Linked DNA regions of Mus musculus: regions 1, 2, 4, 5, 6 and 7 are each linked to region 3. The links are chromatin contacts, called in public Hi-C, HiChIP or PLAC-seq, Micro-C and promoter capture Hi-C maps. All regions are on one chromosome and are shown on one strand. The core of a region is the stretch at or near the end of the contact, and the rest is flanking DNA. Distances in the headings are between cores, read along the strand shown.

The links. Promoter capture Hi-C pulls out the DNA fragments that hold promoters and counts their contacts. A called contact is a pair of places that touch in the nucleus more often than the background predicts. HiChIP or PLAC-seq counts read pairs in DNA pulled down with a chosen protein or histone mark. Capture Hi-C pulls out chosen DNA fragments and counts their contacts.
Region 1: a Hi-C map of CD8 T cells shows a contact between it and region 3, with 7 times the contacts expected there. The contact joins the promoter of Dgat2 here to the promoter of Thap12 in region 3. A contact is called at or near these places in 2 of 39 promoter capture datasets (neural stem cells and pre-B cells), 2 of 484 Hi-C or Micro-C datasets (CD8 T cells and muscle stem cells), 6 of 115 datasets of contacts at active chromatin or transcription factors (the 230-238 cell line, embryonic hindbrain, embryonic stem cells and 2 more) and 1 of 9 other capture datasets (adipose tissue).
Region 2: a contact with region 3 is called in a Micro-C map of palatal mesenchyme, with 2.1 times the contacts expected there. The contact joins the enhancer-like site here to the promoter of Thap12 in region 3. A contact is called at or near these places in 13 of 39 promoter capture datasets (the 3T3-L1 cell line, 3T3-L1-derived adipocytes, the HPC-7 cell line and 8 more), 1 of 15 datasets of contacts at CTCF or cohesin (embryonic stem cells), 8 of 484 Hi-C or Micro-C datasets (bone marrow-derived DN2 thymocytes, cerebellum, cortical neurons and 4 more), 28 of 115 datasets of contacts at active chromatin or transcription factors (the 230-238 cell line, the NIH/3T3 cell line, the SCID.adh cell line and 21 more) and 4 of 9 other capture datasets (adipose tissue, embryonic stem cells, liver and 1 more).
Region 4: a promoter capture Hi-C map of liver shows a contact between it and region 3. The contact joins the promoter of Acer3 here to the promoter of Thap12 in region 3. A contact is called at or near these places in 1 of 39 promoter capture datasets (stem cell-derived epiblast-like cells), 3 of 115 datasets of contacts at active chromatin or transcription factors (bone marrow-derived dendritic cells, large pre-B cells and memory CD8 T cells) and 2 of 9 other capture datasets (liver and pancreatic islet).
Region 5: an H3K4me3 HiChIP or PLAC-seq map of the SCID.adh cell line shows a contact between it and region 3, with 4 times the contacts expected there. The contact joins the enhancer-like site here to the promoter of Thap12 in region 3. A contact is called at or near these places in 6 of 39 promoter capture datasets (cranial neural crest, embryonic stem cells, hippocampal neurons and 3 more), 10 of 115 datasets of contacts at active chromatin or transcription factors (the 230-238 cell line, the SCID.adh cell line, astrocytes and 7 more) and 2 of 9 other capture datasets (adipose tissue and liver).
Region 6: a contact with region 3 is called in an H3K27ac HiChIP or PLAC-seq map of microglia, with 4 times the contacts expected there. The contact joins the enhancer-like site here to the promoter of Thap12 in region 3. A contact is called at or near these places in 7 of 39 promoter capture datasets (the 3T3-L1 cell line, 3T3-L1-derived adipocytes, the C10 cell line and 4 more), 17 of 115 datasets of contacts at active chromatin or transcription factors (the SCID.adh cell line, bone marrow-derived dendritic cells, bone marrow-derived macrophages and 13 more) and 3 of 9 other capture datasets (adipose tissue, liver and pancreatic islet).
Region 7: a contact with region 3 is called in a promoter capture Hi-C map of the HPC-7 cell line, with 6 times the contacts expected there. The contact joins the enhancer-like site here to the promoter of Thap12 in region 3. A contact is called at or near these places in 10 of 39 promoter capture datasets (the 3T3-L1 cell line, the HPC-7 cell line, cranial neural crest and 6 more), 5 of 484 Hi-C or Micro-C datasets (bone marrow-derived DN2 thymocytes, cortical neurons, muscle stem cells and 1 more), 25 of 115 datasets of contacts at active chromatin or transcription factors (the 230-238 cell line, the NIH/3T3 cell line, the SCID.adh cell line and 19 more) and 1 of 9 other capture datasets (adipose tissue).

The regions. Positions count from the first base shown.
Region 1 is chr7:99,180,519-99,184,106 of GRCm38.p6, reverse strand. It overlaps Dgat2 (diacylglycerol O-acyltransferase 2), which reads left to right and starts at 1,394. Exons shown (of 8, transcript NM_026384.3): 1 at 1,394-1,715. The coding sequence starts at 1,595.
Region 2 is chr7:99,073,005-99,076,655 of GRCm38.p6, reverse strand. The region is part of intron 5 of Uvrag (UV radiation resistance associated gene); the gene reads left to right. Among named protein-coding and RNA genes, the nearest start is that of Uvrag, 66 kb to the left of the region's middle. Within about 2 kb of position 1,390, at least 18 of the 459 cell types and tissues checked have an H3K27ac peak or open chromatin away from gene starts, as enhancers often do. A contact at or near this core is called in liver, muscle stem cells, palatal mesenchyme and 1 more, where this site is marked.
Region 3 is chr7:98,701,311-98,704,925 of GRCm38.p6, reverse strand. It overlaps Thap12 (THAP domain containing 12), which reads right to left and starts at 1,679. Exons shown (of 5, transcript NM_028410.2): 1 at 1,448-1,679. The coding sequence starts at 1,536. Gm15506 (predicted gene 15506) reads left to right here and starts at 1,998. Exons shown (of 1, transcript NR_144495.1): 1 at 1,998-3,615. It also overlaps the pseudogene LOC108167485.
Region 4 is chr7:98,307,798-98,310,987 of GRCm38.p6, reverse strand. Acer3 (alkaline ceramidase 3) reads left to right here and starts at 1,446. Exons shown (of 11, transcript NM_025408.3): 1 at 1,446-1,640. The coding sequence starts at 1,538.
Region 5 is chr7:99,126,938-99,130,584 of GRCm38.p6, reverse strand. All of the region lies in intron 1 of Uvrag (UV radiation resistance associated gene), which reads left to right. Among named protein-coding and RNA genes, the nearest start is that of Uvrag, 12 kb to the left of the region's middle. Within about 2 kb of position 1,409, at least 66 of the 459 cell types and tissues checked have an H3K27ac peak or open chromatin away from gene starts, as enhancers often do. A contact at or near this core is called in the SCID.adh cell line, embryonic limb bud and memory CD8 T cells, where this site is marked.
Region 6 is chr7:99,041,952-99,045,456 of GRCm38.p6, reverse strand. All of the region lies in intron 6 of Uvrag (UV radiation resistance associated gene), which reads left to right. Among named protein-coding and RNA genes, the nearest start is that of Uvrag, 97 kb to the left of the region's middle. Within about 2 kb of position 1,901, at least 60 of the 459 cell types and tissues checked have an H3K27ac peak or open chromatin away from gene starts, as enhancers often do. A contact at or near this core is called in the HPC-7 cell line, adipose tissue, bone marrow-derived macrophages and 1 more, where this site is marked.
Region 7 is chr7:99,091,381-99,094,721 of GRCm38.p6, reverse strand. All of the region lies in intron 4 of Uvrag (UV radiation resistance associated gene), which reads left to right. Among named protein-coding and RNA genes, the nearest start is that of Uvrag, 48 kb to the left of the region's middle. Within about 2 kb of position 1,566, at least 30 of the 459 cell types and tissues checked have an H3K27ac peak or open chromatin away from gene starts, as enhancers often do. A contact at or near this core is called in the HPC-7 cell line and memory CD8 T cells, where this site is marked.

The sequences.
Region 1 (3,588 bases), core at 145-2,644, 480 kb before region 3:
ACTACAGTCTCTATGGTCCTGCCCCAATCCAGACATGCTGACTGATGCTGCCCTTCGGCTTGTGCTCACACCCTCATTCTGCGGAACTCCTCTTCCTCTGTGGGCAATGGGAATGAGTCCCAGTGCCTGTAGTGAGCTTAGTCCATATACCTCAGTTCCTCAATTCTCAAAGCCTCTCACAATACAATCACGGGTGTTCCCGTTTTTACAGATGTGAAAGAAAACTGAAGCTGCAAACTGCGAGTGGTGGCACATGCCTTTCACTCAGCACTAGAGTCAGACAAAGGTGCATCTCTATAAATTCAGGCCAGCCTAGTCTACATAGTGCCAGGACAGCCAGGGCTACAAGGAGAAACCCAATTTCTAAAAAGAGAAAAGAAAAGAAAAACCAAAACATCAACATTCACACAACCCTCAACCCCACACCCTGCCCCCCTCCGGCAAACCAAGCCAAACAAAAGACACCCTGAAGTTGAGGAAAAGAGAGGAAGAGAGGTCTGGAACTGGGCTTGAAGTCCATCACTCACTATGCTTGTAGTATTGCCTTTGTCTTTGGTGTTTGGAGACAGGGTCACTATGTAGCCTGGGCTGGCTTCAAACTCTTGCATACATACAGGAGAGGGAGGGAGAGAGAGAGAAGAGGCGAGAGAGAGAGAGAGAGAGAGAGAGAGAGAGAGAGAGAGAGAGAGAGAGGAGAGAGAGAGAGGAGAGAGGGGAGAGAAGGGGGAGAGAGGAGAGAGAAGAGGCGAGAGAGAGAGAGAGAGAGAGAGAGAGAGAGAGAGAGAGAGAGAGAGAGAGAGAGAGAGAGGAGAGAGAGAGCGAGCTGCTAGGATTGTAGGATTACAGGTAGTAGACTCCATCGCTCTAGGTTCCTTCCTGATAAGACTCAATCACTCCTATTTTTTTGCTGGTAAAAGGAAAGGCTGCGGCACTTGGGTAACTGTCAGGTCCAGCTGTAACCTAACGAATTCCAACACTACTCACTGCAGGCTAGGCCTGCCCAAGGAAAGCACAGCCAAAAGGGACACAGGCACCCGCACGGTCCGGATCGTCCCGCACGTGCTCAAACTCCCTGCCCACGTTCCAGCTGCTGGACCGTACTAACGTCTGAGAGAGAGGCTTGGGAGAATGACAAGGCGGTCGCTGGGGCAACCAGGAGTAGTTTCATACACCGGGACTCCGGCTCCCTTGCCCGTATTCTATAGACTCTGAACCGTACAGTTCAGGCCATGCTGCCTTCCTGGGCTCTGTGCATAGTTTATCGCCGGGAGTCTCACCCCCTACAAGAACATGGCACAGTCCGGGGCGGACCCTTTTGCCCCGCCCTATAGCGTCACGACCCGCCCCGTTGTGAGGTTATAAAGTGCGCGCGCAGCGGCGCTCGGCGCCGTGGCCGCGCTTCGCTGGCTTTCTGCTCATCTAGGGTGGCAGCGGCTACCTACCTCAGCTCTCGCCCTGCTGCCGCCACGGCCTGGGCGCTGTCCCTCAGCTCCCGGAGCTCAGCGCGAAGCCCTGGCCCCGGCGGCCGGGGCATGGGTCAGGGGCGCGGCGTGAGGCGGCTTTCTGCACGGCCGTGACGTGCATTGGCTTCAGCATGAAGACCCTCATCGCCGCCTACTCCGGGGTCCTGCGGGGTGAGCGTCGGGCGGAAGCTGCCCGCAGCGAAAACAAGAATAAAGGATCTGCCCTGTCACGCGAGGGGTCTGGGCGATGGGGTGAGTGTCAGTCATCCCTAGGGCTTTCATCCTGAGGGCACCCACAGCAAGACGACTTTCAGGAAGGGACTTTGGCCAAAGCGTGCTGCCCTGTGCTGGACGGACGGCTAGCTAGTTCAGGTCGGAGTCCCAGACAATTATTTCCAGTTTTTAAAAGGTCTCGCCTTGTAGCCTAGGCTGGCTTCCAACTCTTAATCCTCCTTCCTTGGCATCCCAGGTGCTGTGATTGCAGGTGTGCCACTACAACTAGCTTCTCTTTAGGGGAACTTGACTCTTCTGCATCCTGTCATTTGGTTAAGGATGAGGCAAGATTCATGCTTAGCTCGGCTGGTTACCCAGTTTGAGCCAGGCAACCTGGTATCCTAGGCTAGCCTGGCTTCATTCTCCATCCTGGTACTCACTAATGTTGCAACACGTGTTACATCACTTGCCATCCCCCCAGCTGCTGAGGGCGACACCACCCACTCAGCTCAGTTAGTAGTGATATTTCACTCTCCAGCCCCCAGTACTGATCTACCTCACAAGGTGGAGCAGGATTTGGCTGGGAGGAACTGGATGGGGCAGGGTGGTAAGTAGGGTTTTGTAATCCCCTGAAACAGTCACTGGATGGAGAACATGCCTGCCTGGAACCAGGTGTGCCCCAACTGCCCTCTGCCCCAGCTTTTGTGGGCCAACCCAGACTGTGAAGCCCTCACAGCGCAACCCTGAGTCTGACATACTTAGAAGAGGGGTGGGAAACCCTTGGATTTTTTTCGTTTGTTTAGTCTGTGTAACAGCTCTGTTTGTCCTGGTATTCTATAGACCAGGCTGGCCTTGAACTCACAGAGATCTGCCTAAGTTGATTATCCTTCTAGAAGTTGTGTCTGCCTTCAAGATAGAACCGAGGCCTTCAGTGAATGGGGAAGGGGGGCATACAGTTCAAATCACACCTCAGCCTTTTCCATACAAGGCAAAGCACCCCACGTTGCTTAGCTGAAGCTGCAGAAACTGAAGGAGGAGGAACGAGCTACCCCAGTTTTCCTTAGAAAGGGCAGCGGTGATGCACACCTTCAATCCTAGGACTTGGGAGGCAGAAGCAGGCAGATCTCTTGAGAGTGAGTCCAGCCTGGCTTACAGGATGAGTTAGTTCCAGGACATATTAGTTGTGGTAATCTTGAAAGTTTAGGCAATCAGGAACAAAATAAGATTGCTGGTAAACCAACTATCTAGTGGTTACATCTCTTAGTACATGTTGTATAAAGTCAAGAATATGAGATAGAGATACACGCACACGCACACACACACACGCGCACACAGTTCTAAATTCAGTCTTCTCTTAATGGTACGGCATGAATATTTCTTACCATTTGTATGTCTGCCATTCTCACATGCTGGTGGCTGCAAGCTAACCCATGCTGGGGCTCCATCAGAGTGTTTCCACCTGGCATTGGCACCAGTCCTAGCTGACTGTTGCTATGGTTATCTGCCCCTGGAGAAGTGTTTCCATCCTAGGGGGCAAGCCCCTGGAGCTGCCCCACATACAGCCTACAGCTTCCACTGGCCTCTTCTCAGTGCTTCTCTCTTCCTTGGGCCTTTTGATTCCCTTAACAGGGAAGGACGCGATCTGCCCATGTCAATGCTTTTAAATATTCTCAGTCTCTGGGTAATGGCCCCTGCCTGCGGTCTGCTATGGCCCCTCCTGGAGCTATTCTTCCTGGGCTCTCCTCTGTCTTCCAAGAGCAGGATGCCTGTTAAATTCTTTTTTTTTTTTTTTTGACAGTTTTGTTTTTGTTTTTTAACTCAGAATTTGTCCTCCAGCTCTTGAGCAGTTCTTTACTGTCATAGCAAGAGAATTTCTCCATGTTGATGTTCAATGTAGAAAATACAATGGGGA
Region 2 (3,651 bases), core at 141-2,640, 370 kb before region 3:
TATGGAAGCTAGGGGTCAGTGACAAGTGTCTTACTTTACTGTTCTCTACATTATTGACGTCATCGTCGGGGACCCAGTCTCTCACTGAACCCAGAGTTCATTGGCCTGGTGAGGCTGGAGTGATCCACCTACCTCAGCACCCCAAACCAGTTACAGACACATAACAGCTCTACCTGGCTTTTACCGAACAAGACAGCATGCTTGTCCGGCGGGCATTTCCCTGGCCAAGGGTTCTCCCCAGCCCGCTGTCTCACTTGTATGGTCTCAGGCTCTAGTGCTTTTTCTGCCTGGCCACATTTTTCCAGGAATGAATGCAGTCCACTTGAGTTCTGTTCCTCCTCTCTGCTCTGCCCTGCTGTAAAATGGACACCACACTCCAGAGGCGGCCACTCCAGCAGGCCCTCCTGTCCTTCTGAAAGTAGCAGCACCAAGACTCTTAGTCTACTTTCTGCTTGAGTGTTTATAGTTGTGACTTCTTACTTTAAACCCAAGAACCTTAATTTAAAAGAACCTTCCTTATTGCTTTGAATGCTCCTTAAAAAGCAGTAATGCCCATTTCAGGACTCACGTGTCTTCGCTTACATTGCTGTCCTTACTGCACAGTGCTTCTCACGGTTTCGAGAGAGGAAAGGCACGTCTGAAGCTGTGGCCACACTGGGGGCAGGAGGGTGTCCATACTGAGCTCAGTGTCTGAGAAGAGGTCTCCCCCTCCCTCTTTAACGGTTCAGCATCTGGGCTTCATCAGAGCCCAGGCAGAGGGTGTCCAAGACCTGCAGACGCTTAGCAGAGACACTTGCCGTTTTACTCAGTTTCAACTTGGCCAACACTTGAAAGCGCATTAGTGTCCGTGCACATGTGCACATGGGACCCAGGCTGTCTGTGGATCCAGCAGGTAGCCCTCCTCACGCATAGTGTAACCAGCCTACTGCAACCATAGAAAGGACACTTCCCCATATGTGGGATAAGCCGTCAGCTTTGTTTTATTGTCTTTTATTTTTCTTCTTGCCTATCTGATTTCTTATTCTGTCCAGGTTGGTGAGTCTGGGCTGTGCAAAGTTCACTTGCCACTCAAAGACGGTGCGCCCAGCATTGCTGGAAACCTGCAGGGGATCGCTTACGCTGTCCTCAGGCTCTGCCAGACTTTTGTTCTCCTTAGCCCATTGTATCCGGATTTTCTTAAAAACTTTCATTTGTTTGTGTGTGTGTGTGTGTGGGGGGGGGGGCATTAGAGTCTGCAGAGCTTGGAGTTACAGGTGCTTCTGAGCTTTTGACCGGGCGCTAGGAGGTCACCTCCAGTCCTTTTAGCCCCTCACCCCCCAGCCTCCCAGTCTCCCCACATAGCTCCTTCCTGGCCAGCTGGACTTTGGTCAGGTGCTTCAGAGACTGGTGCACCCTCCTGGCCCCAATTGAGTAGGTTCCTCCCCTCTGCCACAGTGACCCTTTGTCCAATAGTACCAGTGCCCACCCCTCTCTTAGCCCAGGCTGTCTCACGTCATCCCCTCTCTCTTTGAACCAGTAACGATAGAACCTGCCAGTGTCCACTCCTTCACTGTGGGCTTTGGTTGTTTTCCATTTCTAAAATGTTAATGTACTTTGTTGTTTCAAATCAAGGCAGTAGCACCTGTCTTCACTAATCAGTGGCGTGCACTCCTATCAAGGTCTGGTTTCTTCTTTCTAAACCATTACTAAAACTTCTTCTTCTTCTTCTTCTTCTTTTTTTTAAGATAGGGTTTCTCTGTGTAGCCCTGGCTGTCCTGGAACTCACTCTGTAGACCAGGCTGGCCTGGAACTCAGAAATCTGCCTGCCTCTGCCTCCCAAGTGCTGGGATTAAAGGTGTGTGCCACCACTGCCCGGCTTCTAAAACATTTTCTCATGCTAAAATTTGTCCTTGTCACTTAGACCTATTTCCCTAGGACAGTTCTTGTGCTCCCATGATGCATGGCGTTTCCCTCAGCACCTTACTGTGATGTCTGTTTGCCTGCTGTCTCATCTCTTTCTTGTCTGACTGTCCTGTGTATGAAGCCAGGGCAAGTGTCTGCTCTGGTATAGCTTATTGCTGGTGTGTAGCAGTGCCCTGGCATGTAGTCATGACTTAGCAGATGCTTGGTGGTCTATGGTGGGGACCCCAGGAGGGGTACTACTTGGTTGTCAGCAGTTGTGAGGCTCCTTACCCAGAATTCAGTCTGTTTTGCTCAATTTCTTATAGACACTTGTTTGCAAATTATTATTATACTGTAAAGGGAGTTTTTCGGCTTCCAGACTTATTTTTTTGTTCAATTTTCCACATTTTCATTTACTATATAGTTGTTGATCCCAGGCTCATGTCTCTAGTGAGGTTTGGCTGACTTTCTCTCTTTCCCTCCCTCCCACCCGGAGGCTCCCTCCCTCCCTCCCTTCTATTCATGCAGCCACTGGGTCCTTCAGAGTCCTTCTTTGAAACAACTCTGGTCTCCCTAGCTTCTTTTCCATCTCCATTCCGTAATGCAGTCAGCCACCTCTAGAGGGCTGGATTCCTGCAGCAGCCGGTCTCCTGATGGCCTGTGGACTCTGCTGCTGTCTGCTGTGTCTTGCTCACCACATCTCTTTAATCTTGCCATGGCATACTTTATTTCTTTGCTTAAAAGTTATATCGAGTAAATTGTCATCATCTGCTCTGTGTGTGTGTTCCATTCGGATTCCTTCCATTGTGCTCCCTCCCCGCCCCTCCCTCCCCACCCCTTCTTTCCCACGGCTGTTGTTGAGTCAGAGCTCTCAGTACATGCAGTGTGTGAGTGTGCATACTTTTGTTGTGTCTCTGTGTGTGGCATATGTACATGTTTGTGTGTGTATACAAACATGGCTACTCCTAAAATAGCCACCTGCTGAATCCACAAACAGCCTGGGTCCAATGTGCACATGTACACAGACCCTAATGCACTTTCCAGTGCTGGCCAAGTTGAAACTGAGAAAGGCAAATATGTCTCTGCGCGAGGTTGAGTGACTTCCTTGTGACAAATGTCTCTGGTGAGGCTGAGCGCTTTCCCCAGTCACTCTCCACCTCGTTTTCTTAGCCATCTCTCTGCGCCTGGACTATTATAACAGCCAACTCACTGTAGTTGGTCATTCTGCCTCCGCCAGCTCGTCACATTAGTTCTTCCCTAAGTAGCCTTTATTATATACAGCTCTGATGGTCCCACTGCAGTGTTAGAAACCCTTCCCGAGCTTTGATGACCGTGGGTTGTCTCAGTTCTGGCCTGGTGTCAGGGCTCCCAGCCTACTTACCCAGCCATGTCTCCCATCACTTTCACCATCAGCGTTCCTGAAGCCGAACAAACCAGGACACTTGGATTTTGTCTGAGCGCCGCTTCTGTTTCCTGCTGCTGTGCTTTTGGCTGGAGGTGTTCAGTCTGGATGGGGCTTCCCAGCCATCCAGGTTCCCAGGACCACCTAACCCACCCCAAATACTGCCATCTCTGCAGCCTTGGATGTTCTGTGCTTGCTGGATGGAGTCCACGCCACATCAGAATGCCTGTGTGGTGTATTTTGGTTTTAAGCTGGTTTTATAACCCCTTTATTTTCTTATTTATTTCACCTGGACCTTTAACTGGTATTTGTGCTTTCTGAGGAGAGTGAGAGACAAGCTTAATGTCCTTTGTGTATTGGATGTTTAA
Region 3 (3,615 bases), core at 430-2,929:
CCCACTTCACTCAGGATAACCACCAGAATATCTTCCATGGACAACAATTTCCTAAACAATTTCCGTCTCCCATATAAACCTCATCAGCAAGCATGCCTTGACTTCACTCTTACTGTTTCCAGATGCTTTTCCAACATATTGCACAGCTCTCCCCTTCCCCAATTCAATTTTTTTTTGTTGTTGTTCAGATTCATTATGGTGAGACTTTTTTCTGTTATGTTTAAAATAGAAACTGTGCCTCCGTTTTTTATACTTTTTTTTTTAAACGGGTTCATGAGACAAGACTCACACTACAGCCCTAACTGGCCTGGAACTTACTCTAACCCAGGCCTGCTTCAAATCTCAATTCTCCCTGCCTCCTCAGCGCTGGGATAACAGACAATGTCCACTGCTCAGCTCCCTGGCTATGCTTTTTTCTTTAATCTGCTCTGGTATATGCACGAGCGTTTTGCACTTTGAGCATACCTGGTACACAGGAAGGCCAGAAGAGGTTGTGTAATCCCCTGGAACTGAAGTCACCTAATGTGGGTATAGAACCCAGGCCTTCTGCGAGTATAAGTGCTCTTCAGCATTGAGCTATCTTTCCACCTGTTCCCTAGCTAAAAGCCCTTCCAACCCCTGCTGTATTTTTCTTCAGGATATTTTTCATTATTGGACACGGTATTATAAATATTTTACTTGCCAATTTCCCAAGACTTGAATGTAACCTCTGAGAAGAGGGATTTTCATTGGTTCATGTTACCCACTCTCATACTCTGACCAATTTCTACCAACTGTCGGCTTTCAATAAATATTTGCTCAATTAATATCATGCTATATTCAGCGCTCGTTGATAGATCTGCTCTCTCTCTCTGTGGATTAGGTGCTTTCTGCCGTCCGTGACAAAATTCACTCGAGTCTCCAGCACCTGACATGAGTACTTCAAACATGGTTAAGCACTGATTTTTAAACGAATGAGCCAACAGGAGAGCTCTGAGAACTACCTGCAGTCTATCACACTAAGTCCCTATGATTCTCAGACTACGTCCCAGATTATAAACTACCCCAAGGAAAAGTGAAGTTGCAATACCATATTCCCACGCCCTCACACTTGTCCTCTGTGGTCCCAACAACCAAGGGAGACAATGAGTAACGGTCGGCATTTGAACACTGGGTTGACAAGTCCGAAGGAGGCAGTTGTGACCTGATTTAAGATCAAAGAAAGCGGCTCGCCTCCAAACAGAAACACTGTCCTAGAAGAGACCAGTGACGCGGGGGAAGGCAGGGCCCCTGGGAACACAGCCCTGGAGAAGGGTTACTTCTTTGACAGCTAAGGAACCGCGTCGGACCACCAAAGGCGCTAAGCGCCCACTTCATCCGCCTTCGCGCCCCCGGGTGGCACCCACTGGGCCGGGTGCCCGCGAGCGCACGTGCGCGCAAGTCCCTGAAGCTTCCGCGCCCCACTCACCTGGCCGGGTCCCGCGGGAACCTGAAGAAGGCCAGGTCAGACTGCGTGCTCTTCCGTGTGCAGTTGGGGGCAGCGCAGAAGTTCGGCATGGTCGTCCGGCCGCCGGCCGGTCCAGCCCTCCCCTCCCCGCCTCGTCAGGGCAGCGCGGCCGCCCCGCGGGGCCGGGGAGGGGAGCTGGGCCGGCCGGCCGGCTCCGCAAGGCCGCGCGCGGAGGAGGGGCTGGCGCGCGAAGCCGCGAGGGGCAGGAGGGGCGCGCGGGCCGAGGCTGGGCTGGGGCCGCGGCTCCACAGTGCTGTGTGCGGCCGGGAGGATTTACCGCCGCCGCCGCCGCTGCTGCACCTCCAGCCCGCCCGGGACGCTACCGCCTCCTTCCCACAATGCACCCTGGCGCTGGAGGGTGCCCTCTCTTCCCTCAGCTATCCGCCCCCGCCCTCTTCGCAGGCGACCGTCCCTGCGGGCGGGCATGCGCACTCGAGAGGGTCGGGCCAGCTGCGTAGTCTCAATGCACATGCGCACAACCCAACCCGCGCAAGGAAGGAATTGCGCATGCGCTGTAGTCTCCCCGGGACTGGCGAGCGCAACCCCGGGTTATTCGGGTAGGTTTGCTGTGTGCGGGTTCCTGCAGATCCAGGGCAAGCTAGAACGTTACTTCACGGCTGCGTCTGCCCGGCTTGTGTAAAAGTTGTCACGGTTCATGCGTCCATTGCGTGAGTCACCGTAGACTCTTAAAGGCAACAGATTCGGGATGACCCTTGCGATTGCTTTGAAACAACTCGCGGGTTGAACGCAAACATGAGTTGTAGAGGATTTAATTTTTAACCCGTTTTGCCTTCCGGTTACTCTGTGACCGAATTAGTGCTAGATTGCTAGCCGCACACCTTGACTAGACGCTAGGGTAAAAGCTCAGAAAAGCAGTAACTTCCTTGGTGGTTTCCAGAGAGGCAGGAATAGTGCAATGATTAGGCCAGCAGCACCCTAGAGATTTTTACCTCAGGCTTCTCACAGTCCTGGCCTGATAACGTTCCTGTATGGTTTTGTTTCAAAATGAGTGGCCGCTATTTAGAACAAAGTATCAAATTTTGCGTAAAATCGAACACGTCTGCAAGTAAGACCCACCACTTTTGAAAGAAGCGTATGGGGGTGAAGTGGTGTCGAGGGCTTGAGTATTTGACTGGCACAAAAGGTTTAAAGAAGGGTGGGAAAATGTCTGAGATGATCCATGAAGTAGTCGTCCAGTCACCCACAGAACGGATGCAAATATCCAAAAGGTCACGGACTTTGTGTGAACAAGCAGTTAACAGTGAGAAGGATGGCTGAAGAAATTACATTTAGAGAAAGAAACCATTAGATTCATTCTGAAAGGAAACCTGAACACGAGAAAAACGTCTGTCAAAGCTATAGCAAGTATTTTGAAGGATCAGCCTGAACTTGGGGAAATTTGAGTGTCCATCTGGTCATTCAAAGGAAATTAAGAACGCTAGTTTATAGGTGAGGGAAAAGAGGACAAGTTCTGAGATGTGGAGTTAGCTGCAGCAGAGTGCTGATGAGGAAATGGCTCTGCCTGTGTAGAATCCCAGAAGTCGGGCCCCTGCCAGCCACCTTCTGCAGGGAGCATGCTCAGAGAGTAGGAGATCTGACGACTGCTACGGTATCAGACATGGAGATGCAGCGTTTGGAGTTTGCCCAGCTGGTTTCCTGTCTTGCTATTGGGATTACAATAAAGTGATTGGATGAATCTCAGAAGAGACTTTGAACTTTTTTTTAAAAGATTTTATTTATTTATTTTATGTATATGAGTACGCTGTAGCTGTCTTCAGACACACCAGAAGAGGGCATTGGATCCCATTACAGATGGTTGTGAGCCACCATGTGGTTGCTGGGAATTGAACTCAGGACCTCTGGAAGAGCAGTCAGATCTAACCATTGAGCCATCTCTCCAGCAACTCTGAACTTTTAACATTGTTGAGCTGCTATAGACTGGGGACTCTGGAAATTAGACTAAATGTATTTTGTATTATGCTATGTTTAGCTGTGGCCCTTATAGCCTCATATGTTTGAACAAGTCTGTGGGGGCCAGGGAGTGAAATGTGATGGTTTGTATGTGCTTGGCCCAGGGAGTGACCCTATTAGGAGGTGTGGCCTTTAGCAGATGTGTAACTGTGGGTGTG
Region 4 (3,190 bases), core at 197-2,696, 390 kb after region 3:
GTTGCAGCTCACCAGACTCATTTAGAAAATAACAATTGTATATCCCTGTTCTGCACAGTGTGGCCAGGCAGAATCTTGCAGGCTGGCTCACAAAGTATGGGAAGTGTCTCTATTCATGGTGTCATGAGTGTGGGATACGAAGGAAGGACAAAAGGCTCTCAGGTGTGAAAGCCAGGGAGGTCTTCAAGGAGCAAAATTTTAAACAAAAGTGGGAGAGTCGGCATCTTCATAGCAGGGGGAAAGTTTGATGGAGCTGAACACAAAAGGCAGCAGGATGTATCCATTATTTTTTAAGTTTTTACTTCTTCTTCTTCTTCTTCTTCTTCTTCTTCTTCTTATTATTATTATTATTATTATTATTATGCCCCCCCCCCAGTGTGTGTGTGTGTGTAGACACGTGTGCTATGTTGCCTGTACGGAGGTCTGGGGGCAACTTTATGAAGTCGGTTCTCTCCTTGTATTTTACATGGGTTCTTGAGATCAGGTTCAGCCTGCCAGGCTTGCATGGTAAGTGCCTTTAGCCAAACCCGTTGAGCCATCTCACGGACTTTAATAGCCCAGTGTGGAGGTGACAAGGGAGAAAAGCTCACTAAAGAGGCAGAAAATGCTGTGCATGGCCTAAAGGGAAGCCACAGACTTTTTAGTACTTTACTCAGTGTACACGTTTTTTTTTTTTTTTAAGAAAAGATTTGTTTGTTTGTTTGCTTATTTATTTATTTATTTATTTATTTGTTGTATGTGGGTACACTGTAGCTGCCTTCAGACACACCAGAAGAGGGCATTGGTTCTTATTACAGATGGTTGTGAGACACCATATGGTTGCTGGAAATTGAACTCAGGACCTCTGGAAGTCCAGTCAACGGTCCTAACAGCGGAGCCCCTCAGTGTATACTTTTAAAGGATCCTAATACCTGGTTTTTGTTCTGTACATTCTGACTTGTCCCTTTCACTCAGAATGACTTCCTGGGTATCTCTGGAGCTGCCTGGGGGTGTTGTTACTAGTCTCCTCCCTCGTTGGAGGTCCGTGGTCTGAGTTAGACACTGAGGTGTCTCATTGTGCAAGTTTAATCTTGACAGAGAAAGGTTTCTTCTCATTCTTGCCCCAATTAAAACAGACTGCCCTCACACTAATAGAGGCTTGGTCCCATCCTGACGGAAAAGTGGGTCCTGGAAGCCTCCCAACTTACTTCACCCTCACGTCGGGGTCGGCCGGGTTCCCCCCGCCCCTTTCCCTAACTCCTCTGGCTGATAACAACCTCTCCCACTTCTCCGGATTCCCACCCAGGGTCCAAGAGCTACAGATCAGCCCCGCACGATCAGGATGGGTCATTTGCGCCTGCCCCGGGAGCGGTGGGTGGGACTGGGCAGGGAGCGGGACGGGCCAGAGGCTCGGTGGGCGGGGCCTGCCTCTGGGCAGGTTCAGTGACGGCTCTAGCCCCGCCCCTGCCCTTTGGGTAAGGGAGGAGGAAGCCGGAGAGCGCGCTTTGCCTGAGCCGGCCCGAGAGCGGCTGAGCAGGGTGTGTGGGGCGTCAGCGCGATGGCTCCGGCTGTGGACCGCAAAGGCTATTGGGGCCCCACGACCTCCACATTGGACTGGTGTGAGGAGAACTATGTGGTGACCTTGTTCGTCGCTGAGTTCTGTGAGTGGAGCCTGAGGCGAGGGCGCGCGCCGAGGGGAGACGTGTGGGAGAACGCGGAGGGCGAACCTGGCGGCGAGGGTAGGCTCCAGGCCGGGCCCGCGAGCGGCAGCTAGGCGTGCGCGGCCGTGGGAAGCCGGGGAGCCGACGTGGCCGCCAGTGGTGCCTGGACTGGCTTCTGGGGGCCTTCAGGTTGGGGACGAAAGGGACGTACGAGCCGCGCCCGGACCTCGGATGAGAGCGTGAGGCGCGCCGCTGGGAATAGGAGTTCTTACCTGAGCGCGGCCGCTGCCAGGCCGGCCACTGCCCGCCCTGAAGTCGCTCGGGGCTGAGGAGGTCTCTGCCGGGAGGGCCCGAATGCTGCTACCCGGCCTCAGCCAGCCGGGCACAGAGAAGGGGACGCTCACTGGCTTCATCCACCCTCAATCCGGGAATACTCTTCAGGGGCCTTCCCTTCATCTGTCCGTTCTCGGTAGACCACTCACTTCCAGGAGACAGTTACCGTTTCTCAATGCCGGAGCCTCCACCCCCATTCTCACTCCTATTGCCATCCCTACCCGCTGCCTTCTTCTAGAGATCACTGTTCCTCTTGTCCCAGAGGTGGTAGCCAGAGCACCTAGTCACTACTTTCCTCAGCTGCTCTCCCAAGAGACTACCTCTCCCTGCTTCCCCACTGCATCTAGCTTATCAGACTTTCTAGGGGCTAGTGGTCATCTGAGGACACTTATTTCTATGAAAGCACTTTTAGAGTTCACGATTTGCTGCTCCTGGAGACCAGCATTACTAGCCAGATTAGGGTTTTCTCGGGGTGTGTGTGTTTGTGTGTGTGTGTGTTTGTGTTTTCTACATAATTATTCCAACCAGGCAAGAAAGAAATCAGCCACTTCTTCCATCCGCTTTGGTTAGCTTTTGAGAACACGTCCTTTTTTGGTTTCTGGCAAGGAACAGAGAATAGTCTTTGGTTGCTACTGCCTTCTTTTGAATGGATCCACTTTATTAGGCCGTGAGGCAAAACTCTTAGCTAACGTTCTGTACTTAAGTTCTTTTGGAGGACGAGTTTCAGGCCAGATGAGAAAGTCTTGTAGTTTTTCAGGACGTTAGTCCCATGCCCTTGAGGCCATGATTTAGGCTGAGTGTCAGAACCACTAGTTTAAATAAATAGTTTTTATACAGTAAAGGAGAAAATGGGCAAAGGGGATCATTTATAGGGTAATTACTTGGCAACCCAAACATTGGCAAAGGAAGCACTTTGCCTGTTAGTTTTTAGACAGTTTTGGCAAGAATACCAGAGGCTCATGACCGCCAGGGAGACTTAAAATCATGTTCTTTAAGTTGGAAGTATGTAGCTTTTTATTTTTTTTTCTCTTGGGGTCTTCAAATATTGGATGGGCTTGGAGTTCATTCACTTTCTCTAGATTGTAGAATTAGGTGCAGTGGATAGAATAAAATAACTGCAAGGGGAAAGATTTTTGTTTCATAAGACAAAACTTTCTAAGCAGTGATATTGGCATGGGACAAGTTGGCATGGGGGTAAGAGCAAGAGCCATTTGTCA
Region 5 (3,647 bases), core at 160-2,659, 430 kb before region 3:
CCCCATTCAGGTAGGAAGCTCCTGCTCTCTAATCATGCCTTGTCCGTTTGTGCAGAAGCTCTCTGCGGCTTATATTCCAATTTAGTTAGTTGATTGTGTGCCCTTTGCCGCTCACTTTCCGTGGCTCACATTCCAATTTAGCTAGCTGACCACATGTCCTTTTCAGAACATCTCTGGTATTAGCTTTCTGTTACAATGAAGAAAGAAGAAAAGAAGAATCAATTATGAAAAGGGTGGGCTTTTGGAAATTTGGAGTTAGGAGGCTTCAATCCATGACCTCATTGCTTGCCCTTATGGTGAAACAGCCTGGACTCTGTGAGCACAGCAGCTCAAAGCTGTCCCTCCTGACTGGGGAACCCCAACATCCCTTTAAGGGTGCATGCCCTAAAGACTCTGCTAAATCTGAGCTCCTGAAGTTTGTCACACTTCCCAGTGGTGCTATCCCAGGGACCAAGCCATTAACACACAGGCCTTTGGGAATGTTCTAGACCTGGTCTCTGGTTCCCTTCAGTTCAGGATCCAGCTGCCATCCAGGTTTAGTCAATTTATAAACAAAGAACACAGGCTTTGCCTTTTAAAAGTGTCAAGGCTAGGGATGGTGTGGCTCAGTGGTAAATCCCTTACCTAGCTTGCATGAAGCCAGTGGGTTCAGTTCCAGCAGAGAGAGAGAGAGAGGGAGAGAGAGAGGGAGAGAGAGAGAGAGAGAGAGAAGAGGAAGGAGGAAGAGAAGAAGAGAGAGAGAGAGAGAGAGAGAAGGAAGGAGGAAGAGAGGGAGAGAGAGACCAAACAACCCAAAACCCCTCCTGTTGCTGGGCATGGTGGTGCACACTTATGATCCCAGTTCTTGGAACTTTTTGAGTTCCTTTTGCAGTAATGGTATTCAGAGGTGTTGCTAGCAAATCACAAGTAGTTAGGAGATAATAAAATGATCTGGTTTATTACGATATGGTATGCAAGGAGAAGATTTGTGATTGCTGGAGGTTTGGGGCCCTGTGCTTGTTTATGAAGCTTAGAATGAGCGGAACAAGAGGACCTCGCTACGTAAAGGAGCATGGGTTAAATTTCTAAGAAAGGATGCAGCCGGAGTAAGGAGAAGTCAAAGTTCTGCCTTAGAAATACCAAGTTCTGGCTTACGGTAGTCTCTGCCTGGGATCAGCATGTCCATGCTAAATGCATCTCAGTGCCTCGAATCTTCCTAAGGAGTTGTCTAGAGCTTGATAGTAGGACCTGAACTTTAGTTTTCAGAATCGGAAGTTGATAACACAGGCGGAACCGTGTATGCCTGCCATGCTCGGAAGACAGTGGATGGACACTGCTGGCTGTTGTAACTGGGTAGAATACATGAGACCCAAAAGGCCAAGAGGCCTCACAGGTTTTGAAGCCGGGTGTCTCAGGGGCAAGCTTGGTGCACCCATCTGGGAGATCAGGCCCAGTTTCACTTTTGCTTCTTACTAACAGTGTGAAGTGAGTACTCCCTGCTTTGATTCGGGCTTTCTCATTAAAAAATAAGTCTGGATGCTGTAGATCTCTGCTTCCATCGAAAACATGCATTTGAAGTACCCGGTGACAAAGAATAAGGGATCTACTTGAGTAGGTCATTGCTGTGCTAGGACCTAGGGTCTGCATGAGGAACACATTCGCTGGTGGTGCAGGGTCCCCTGGCTTAGATGACTTTCAGAGGCCTCTCTGGTCTGCAGTTCTGGAATTCTAGTCATTGACTGTTTTGGGTCTGAGGTCTGTTTTCCTTCTCTTTTCTCATCAATATGAAGATAGCTGAGTTCTAGCCTGTCTCTTTCCTTCAGTCAGCCATGTACTTCCCTGACAGCCCCGCCCCTAACAGCCCCGCCCCCATCTGTCTATCAGCTTATTTTCATAAAGTTCCTCACTGTTTCTGCAGGGCCTTCACACCCATTGCTTTATTCTCCAACAAGCCACATAGGTGCACGGATGGACATGTCTACACTCTGCAGGAAGGGACACAGCCAGTGGTTGCTCACTAGCGTGTATAGAGCATCCCTCAAGTTCAGGGTTACTGTAACCTGAGCTTTCACTGTGTTGCACTTCTACAGGGAATGGCTGTTACATATGTCTCCATTTAAAGATTTATTGCAAGGGGGCTGGAGAGAGATGGCTTTTGGGACCTTGAAAAGCAGCTTGTTTTCTGGGTGAGCTAGGGTTAAACCCCGGAGACCCAGCAGATAACTCTGCAAGGTATGGAAGGAAGTTTGTCATGCTCCCAGACACCAGGCTCCTGACATGAGGGCCCAGCTCCTTAATTCTGTGGCCATTAGTCAGGTAGGGCACCGCCCCAAGCTCCTGGTATTCTGTCTGGACTCCACGCCCACAGTTACCTAGCAACAGCCAGGTAGGCCTGGCCCACTATGAAAGGGGCTGCTGGCCCCCTCCTCCCTCTCTTACTCCTGTTTCCCTCTTGCTTCTCTCTTGCCCTCTTGTTCCCCCTCTCTCTGCATTCCCTTCCTCCCTGCATTCCCTTCCCCCCTCTCTCCACGTGGCCATGGCCGGCCTCTTCTTCTCTACTTTCTCAGCCTCTACTACCCTCTTAGCTCCCCTTTCAGCCATGACAATAAACACCTTTAAACCATGGACTGCCTCTTCTTATTGGACGGCACATCTAATATCCTTGTGCTCTCAGACTTGTTTCCCATTAAGCCAAGCAAACTAAGGACTCTCCTCTGTGGGAACCAGCTGGAGCGCTCTCCTGCCCTTTTCCCTCTGGCCAGGGCTAGTGCCCGCCCTCAGGCACCCACTCTGTTCTCAGCTCTTCCAAGGCATTCAGCGGCACCTGTGGTGCCCAAGAGTGAGAACCTGCCGTCCCTGGTCTCTGTGCAGGCTGGGGACCCCAGAGCCAGCTCTTGCGGTGTCTGTGGTACCCTAGAATCCAAGCCGAACTCCAGCAGTTCAGCGGGGAACTCTGACTATGCTTCCCAACTCCTGGAGCGGGGTCCTGCAGCTTCCCGAAGCCAGCCTGGCAGCCTGGGGTGCTTGCAGTCAGACTTCCTGTGTCCAATCCCGCCTCCATGAGTGGCCCTGTGGTGGAACAGCCGCGGGACACCATTCTAACCCACAATGGCTCAGCAGTTAAGAGCACTGGCTGCTCTTCTGGAGGATGTGGGTTCAATTCCCAGTCCTCCAGGGCAGCTCACAACTGTTAACTCTAAGATCTGACAACCCTCACACAGACACACATGCAGGCAAAACATCAATGCATGTAAAATAACAATAAATAATTTAACAAAGAGATTTATTGCCCTCTTCACTTTTCTTTCCCCACAAGACAAGGTTTCTCTGTTTAGCCTGGCTTCCCTGGAACTCTTATCTGTATACTAGTCTGGCTTAGAACTCACAGAGAGCCACTTGCCTTAGCCTCGCCAGTGCTGGGATCAAAGGTGGGCGCCACTACCGATGGACTTTTTGTCTTTTTTTTTAATGTAAATTTATTTTTTTATTTAAAAGTAGGGAATATATTCCTATGCTTTCTCATGTAAAATGTGTATAAGATTTTGTGTAATGCGTAAAGATATCGTGTGCAGTCCCCACCCCCCCCTCCTGGGGCAAGTATTTATACTTAAACCTCTCCAGCCATCACAGCATTGCATTCTTTTCTCTCTGTGAAGTGCAAATGACAA
Region 6 (3,505 bases), core at 652-3,151, 340 kb before region 3:
ACAACGGAGAGACTGTTTAAAAGATTTAAAAATGTAATTATGAATTTGTGTGTGCATGTGTGTTAGGTATTTACACTACATCCGTGTAGGTACCCACACAGGCCAGAGACATTGGGCCCTCTGTGCTGGAGTCACAGGTGCTTGTACGCTGCCCAGCGTTGGAGCTGGGAAGCAATCTCCAGTTCAGCAAGAACAGTACGTCCTCTTAAACACTGAGCCATCTCCCGAACGCCTGAATAGATTTCTTTTGGCTATATTTTAATTCATTTGCTTAGTTATAAAGGACAAAGAATGTTTCTCTGGGTTGGATACGTGAATTCCAGCCATTTGTGTGTGAGCAACATTTAACGTTTTGCTTGAAAATTGAAATAGAATGGTGCCTCCTTTATATAAACTGCCAAACAATAGCCCTAAAGCTAGAGTTAAGCTATCTGCAACCGTACATTTTCTTCCACTGACAGAGAGAACGTACAGGCCAGGTTCAGAAACTCTTGTCTCTTCTGTGTCCTACAAATCCTGCTAATCGGGCAGTGGTGGCGCACACCTTTGATCCCAGCACTTGGGAGGCAGAGGCAGGCAGATTTCTGAGTTCAAGGCCAGCCTGGTCTATAGAGTGAGTTCCAGGACAGCCAGGGCTACACAGAGAAACCCTGTCTTGAAAAACCAAACCAAACCAAACCAAACCAAACCAAACCAAACCAAACCAAACCAAACCAATCCTGCTGATCTAGTCTCCACATCCCCAGTGACTTAAATATTACAGTTTAGTGATAAAGCTGGCATTGAAAACTCATTCTCAATAAGTTAGTTACTGAGTGAATTATCTCTGGGAGGAAGCTGATCTTGTGAAATATGTCGCCCTGCTCAGTGATGCCACTGGCTGAAGTTGCCTTCAGTGAGCAGACTAGCTGTTGACGGGTGTGTTGCCTGCAGTAAACAGACTAGCTGTCGATGGCCTGCAGTGAACAGACTAGCTGTTGATGGCTTGCAGTGAGCAGACTAGCTGTCGATGGCTGTGTTGTTTGGGGAGATTGGGGTTGAGATTCGGTATGTATTTCTTGCCTTCGTTTCTTGAGCATTTTATATTTCTTTTCCTATGAAATATTTCCAAATTTATGGGAGCGTTGCAGAAATAGTAACAAGTGCTCTCCCCCTGTTGCCATTGAAAGTAAATTAGAAGGGCCCTCCCAGCTGTACCAGGGGCATCAGTAAAGCGTCTGCAAACACAAGCGTTTGCCTAGATAACTGCGGTGCAGCCCTGGAAATCAGTCAGTTCCCATTCACACCTCAGCAACACCCAATCCATCCATCACGTCAAGTCTCAAGAGTCTCCATCTGTTTCCGTGTCCTTCATACCAAAAGGATTCCATCCCGTACCACTCGGTAGCTGTCCTCTTTCCTCCTCCTCTCAGTCTGAGGCAGTTCCTCAGTCTTCTCTTGGCAGTCATTTTATAATGCCTGTCATTTTGTTTTGTCTGATGTTTCCTCATGAAGATGGTAAGCATTCTTACTTAAGTCCTAATATTTATATAATTTGTTCAGTCTTGACTAATGCCCATTTCAGTTTGTCACAATATGGACATTCTTGCATGGGAAGATTTGATCAGGGTGATGGCTGTCATCCTTTTCCTCAGTGAAGTTAACCCTTTTGACTTAGATGATTTCCCATCGAAGTTCCTCCCACTGGTTTCAGCACACGTTTATGTTGTCTGTATTACTGATTACTTTCTAATTCCTTCATCTCTTCTACTTTCATCCGCTGACATTCTAGTGTAAGAAAATATCTAGTCTTCTCCTGTCTGTCTGCCTGTCAGTGTGGACAGGCAGATTCTCTCTGAGCCAGTGGGTTGTCATGTGGTACTGTAACTCCTTACTGTAAGGCTCAAGCCCCTTCTTTCCTTCCTCATTCTCTGAGAACAGCTTCCTCACTGCCCAGTAGTGACTGCTCTGCAGGCTTCCCTCTGCCCCCAAGGGAACCTGTCACTTGAGGGCCTTCCGGTTCCTTTAGCGCAGTTTTGTAGGAGTTAGGATCTGGGCCTTTGTGTCTTCTTTGCATCTGGTCTACCTCTGTCCCCATCCCTCTGCACACACAGGCATGCCTGTGTGTGTCTGCATGTTTATATCCTCTGCCTCTCTTACCATCTACCCATGTTGAAACCTGAATTTATACAGGCATACTGTAATCCAGATCCCTGGATCTAGTGTAATCCCTGGATGTAGTGGATCCAGGGGCTCATTTGAGGGCTTTTGTTTTACAGTTCATAGTTATGACCACGTTCTCCAGCACTGTGAGTTCTGCTACCTGCCTCCATGACATTCACTATTCAGCCAGTTCCCAGTGTGTATAGTCTGTCTGGCTGTTCCTGCTGTCGTTTCACATACCCAACCCGGCATGCCCTCCACCCAGGACTGCATCTTCATCTACTTGGGTTGGAGTCCTTGTGGCTTGCCCTGGCTATTACAGCTGTGCCAGGATCCCACCTCGTCCATATCTTCAATGCCACATGGAATTTTACTTTATTTGGTCCTATCAGAGGGGACCAAATTGAATTGTTCTACTGAATTGTTCAGAAAGGAGCAAAAAATGGGGTTGGGGAAAATTCACATTTTTGTAACATTTCCCTCTGAAGCAGACTGTGTGTGGCCCATGACATCCAGTGGAGTCCTTTTCTAGTTTAACCATTTTTTCTTTTAAGAGTTACTTACTTTTATTTTCTGTGAATGAGTGTTTAATGTATATGTATGCAAGCACGCCATGTGCATGTCCAGTGCCTTCAGAGGTCGATAGAAATGTCAGCTCTCCTGGAGGTGGAGCTGGAATTATAGGCCACTGTGAGCCAGCCACCATTTCAGTGTTGGGAACTGAATTTGGGTCTTCTCTAGGAGCAGTAATTGCTAAGCTAGCTATGTCTGCCTCCTCCCCCAATAAGCCTATTTTAAGTTGAAAATGTATTTAGTACACCTGACTTCCTGAACAATGTAACTTGATTTTAGAGAGTCTCCCCTAACCCACAACTGTATATAATTGTTTAATAACATGTTTTACAATAAAGGGTAAATTTGTAATAAACTGTAGACTCTCTATATAATTTATTATCTGTTTCTCAGAAGACAGGAAGAGTGTGAAATCCTCACCTGATGTAGTCATGTTACACAGACTTACACTTACGTGTCTTACCACTCTAGTGGCCAAGTGTATTTAAAATATACAGCAAATGTGTCTCCTTAGCGCAGTAAGGAGCATCGGTGTCATGAAATATCCATTTTGTGGCAGTCTGTAAGGTTGATATCTCACAGTAGATGCATATGCTTACAAGTCTGTCTCTCCATAAGGGGCCAGAAAGTCGAGAATGGTGATATCTGATCTAATTATCTCTGCCCTACCCTGCACATCTAGTTCATCACGGTCTACGTTGTAGGTTTACAAACAGACCCACTGGAGAAATGAACAGATGCTAAGACCTGCTGGGTTTTCCCCAGTAGCTTTCGGGAGAGTACCCGGTGT
Region 7 (3,341 bases), core at 317-2,816, 390 kb before region 3:
GATAAAAGTCATGTGCCACCACTGCCCAGCATTTTATTTCTATTTAAATTTTATGTACACTGGTATGTTTGTCTGCCAGTGGGTGTGTGTATGTGAGTACAGATGCCCACAGAGGCCAGAAGAGTTTATGGAATCCTTTCCAACTGAACTGGAGTTACAGGCGGCTGTAAGCCACTTGACATGGGCACTGGGAACTGAACTGGAGTTACAGGCGGCTGTAAGCCACCTGACATGGGCACTGGGAACTGACCTCGAGGCCTCTGTAAGAGAAGCACTTGCTCTTAGCTGCTCAGCCATCTGTCCAGCCTCTGTGTTGTTATTTTTGACTTTGCTTATTGAAACAAGGTCTCATGTAGACTAGGGTGGTCTTGAGCTTGCTCTGTGTAGTTGAGGCTTGCCTTGAACTCCTGACCCTCTCGCCTCCAGCTCCCAGGCGCTGAGGTTACATATGTGCGTCACTGTGCCTGGCTTGCAGGTATTCATTTTGAGCTAACATTTATATAAATATAAAGGTCATTGTTCTGCAGATGAATGGATAATGGCTCTGTACTTTTATAAAGGCTACCATGTCTTCATTGAACCTTTGGGTCTTGCATTGTTTTCCTTCCTATAATTGCATTGTAAGTCATCCACAGTGGTGGGTCACATTACAGCACATTCACACGCACTGTTTTTATCACCCCTCCTCAGTTGCCCTTTCATCCCCCACACCCCTTTTGTTGGTTCCCTTTCCCACAAGCAGCTCTCCCCTGACTCACGCACATTCTCTTACCTTTTCTTTGACGTTGTTGTTGAAGATCATTTGTGTGAATCTTGTTTCTCGACTCTGACTCATTGATGTGTGCGTCTGTCTTGACTACAGTAGTTTTATATTATGCCCTGGGTTTAGGTCCCCTGGCCCCTTGGTTTTAGTTCTAAACTATCAGTCAAAACATTAACGTTATAAAAATAAAAACCAAAATTATTTTGGCTATTGTAAGTTTTTTTTGTCTTCTGTAGATTTTTTAATGGTATTTTAATAGGTATTGAATCAAAGCAAGCTTGGGGACTATTGAGTCTTTTGTTCTGTAGGCATTATATATATTTATTATATATCTGTTCATTTATGAAAATTCACTAGGATTTTGAAGTTTTTAGCCTACAGGTCTCACATATTAGATTTCTACCTCTATATTCCCATCTTTTTATGCCAATTTAAATCGATGCTGTTTTAGAGGTGGCTCAGTCAGTAAGGTCCTTGCTGCATAGCTGTGAGGGCCTGAATAAACTCTGCAGACCTATGTAAAAGCCACACCTATAGTGCCGATCTGTAAGCCAGCCCTGGGATGCTAAGATGAGGATCCCTGGAGTTGACTGGTCAGCCACCCTGCTGAATAGGCGAGCTCTGGGTCGTGTGAGAGTCCCTGCCTCAGAACATCAGGTAGAAAAAGACTGAGGAAGACATCTAATGTTGACCTCTGGCCTGCATACACTTGCATGCTCATTTGCAGATACACACTGCAGAGCAGTCAGGAACCAAAGTGAGACGAATAGGAAATGCCCCCCTCCCCAAACCTCAAGACCCAGCCCTAGTGACTCACTTCCTTTAGCAGGCTCCATTTTGTTAAGGTTCCCCAGCCTCTCCTATCAGCCTCATCATCGGGGAACCAAGTGTTCAAATACCCGAGCCAACGCGAGGATCATCGCACATTTAACACCCACCTTATATCTTTTGGGCGGGGTCTTATTTAGTTGCTACTACCCTTCAGTACATTGTCCAATAAAAATTAATGAGGGGCAAATCCTTGTTTTTCTTTCTTTTCCTGCCCTATCTTGAGGGGGAACATTCAGCTTTGGCTATTAAGTATAATATTACCAGATTATTCAGCCTTTCACTATTAAGTATATCAGATTATTTAGCCCTCTGCTATTAAGTATATTATTATCAGGTTAAGGAAGTTCCTTCTTGCTCTTAATCTATCCTGACAGATTTGATTCGTTAATATTTTGTTAAAGGAAACAATACCTCATTCCTGAGAGGTACTTGCCCTTTTCTTAGCAGTGTACGTGTCTGCTGGTCTGCTGCGGGTCTTAGCAGTGTCTGTGTCTGCTGGTCTGGTGCGGGTCTTAGCAGTGTCTGTGTCTGCTGGTCTGCTGCGGGTCTTAGCAGTGTCTGTGTCTGCTGGTCTGGTGCGGGTCTTAGCTGTGTCCATGTCCGCTGGTCTGGTGCAGGTCTTAGCAGTGTCCGTGTCCGCTGGTCTGGTGCGGGTCTTAGCAGTGTCCGTGTCCTCTGGTCTGGTGCGGGTCAGGCTGTTCTCACATGGGCTGCGCGTGTCTGCTTCTGGTTTTGGAGTTGTTGTAGATGTTTTACTGTTCTGCAAACATTTGACAGAATTTCTCAATGGAACCATCTGGGTGCTGAGACTTCTTTGCGGGGAGTTTTGAAGTGGGACTTACTGTCTCCGATGCAGGGCCGCCTCAGTGAGTGCTGATGGATTTTCTTTGAAAGTTGCCTGTTTCACCTGAGGTGTTATGTACATCGGTAGAGAGATATCCACCCTCATCACCAATCCTTTGGCTGTGGGTAGGTCTACAGCGAGCCTGCTGTGTTCTGTGCCTGGGGTTTTCTATCTTCTTCCTCTCCTGACCTGTCACTAGTGATGTAACAGTTTACTAACCTTAAGGTAGTGTGTGAGGGCATTGACTGTCTTTATCGTTTCAGGCTCATGAATCTGTTTTCAGCTTAGCATGGTTACTATTTTGCTTGCTGTAGATTTTCCTGGTTATTCTTTTTTTAGTTCTTAGAGAGAATGGAATTCCTGATTTGAGAACTTAACTTCTATCTTCAGAATAAGCATTTAGTAAAAAATTTTTAAGCATTGCTTTAGGCATAGTCCATACATTTCCCCTTGTGTTTTTACTCAGTTCCAAATACTTTCAAATGTATCTTTTTTATTCTTTGAGCATAATAGTATGCTAGTAACTTTTAAATATTTGTGGATTTTCTGGACATCTTCCTGTGGGTGATACCTACTTTCATTCTATTGAGTTTAGGAAAAGTCATTTCTGTGGTTTCATTGCTTTGAACTGTCTTTCTTAAGGCTCATTTTACGGCCCCAGATAGTCAATGCACAGTGGTAAATGCTCCATGAGTGTGTCGTGTGAACTCTGCTGTCAATCAGCAAATAGAATTCTTCATTCATAGTTAGGTGATGTTGGTCTCAAGTAAATCTGGAAGAAAGAGTTTGAGTCAACCAGAGAAGAGAAGTTGAGAGTGGGCCCAGAAGTTGATTTCTTCATTTTGAGCTGAGGAAATCAGAAGAAGTGGGGGAATTTGAAGCATTTGTTGATAGTGCTGGCAC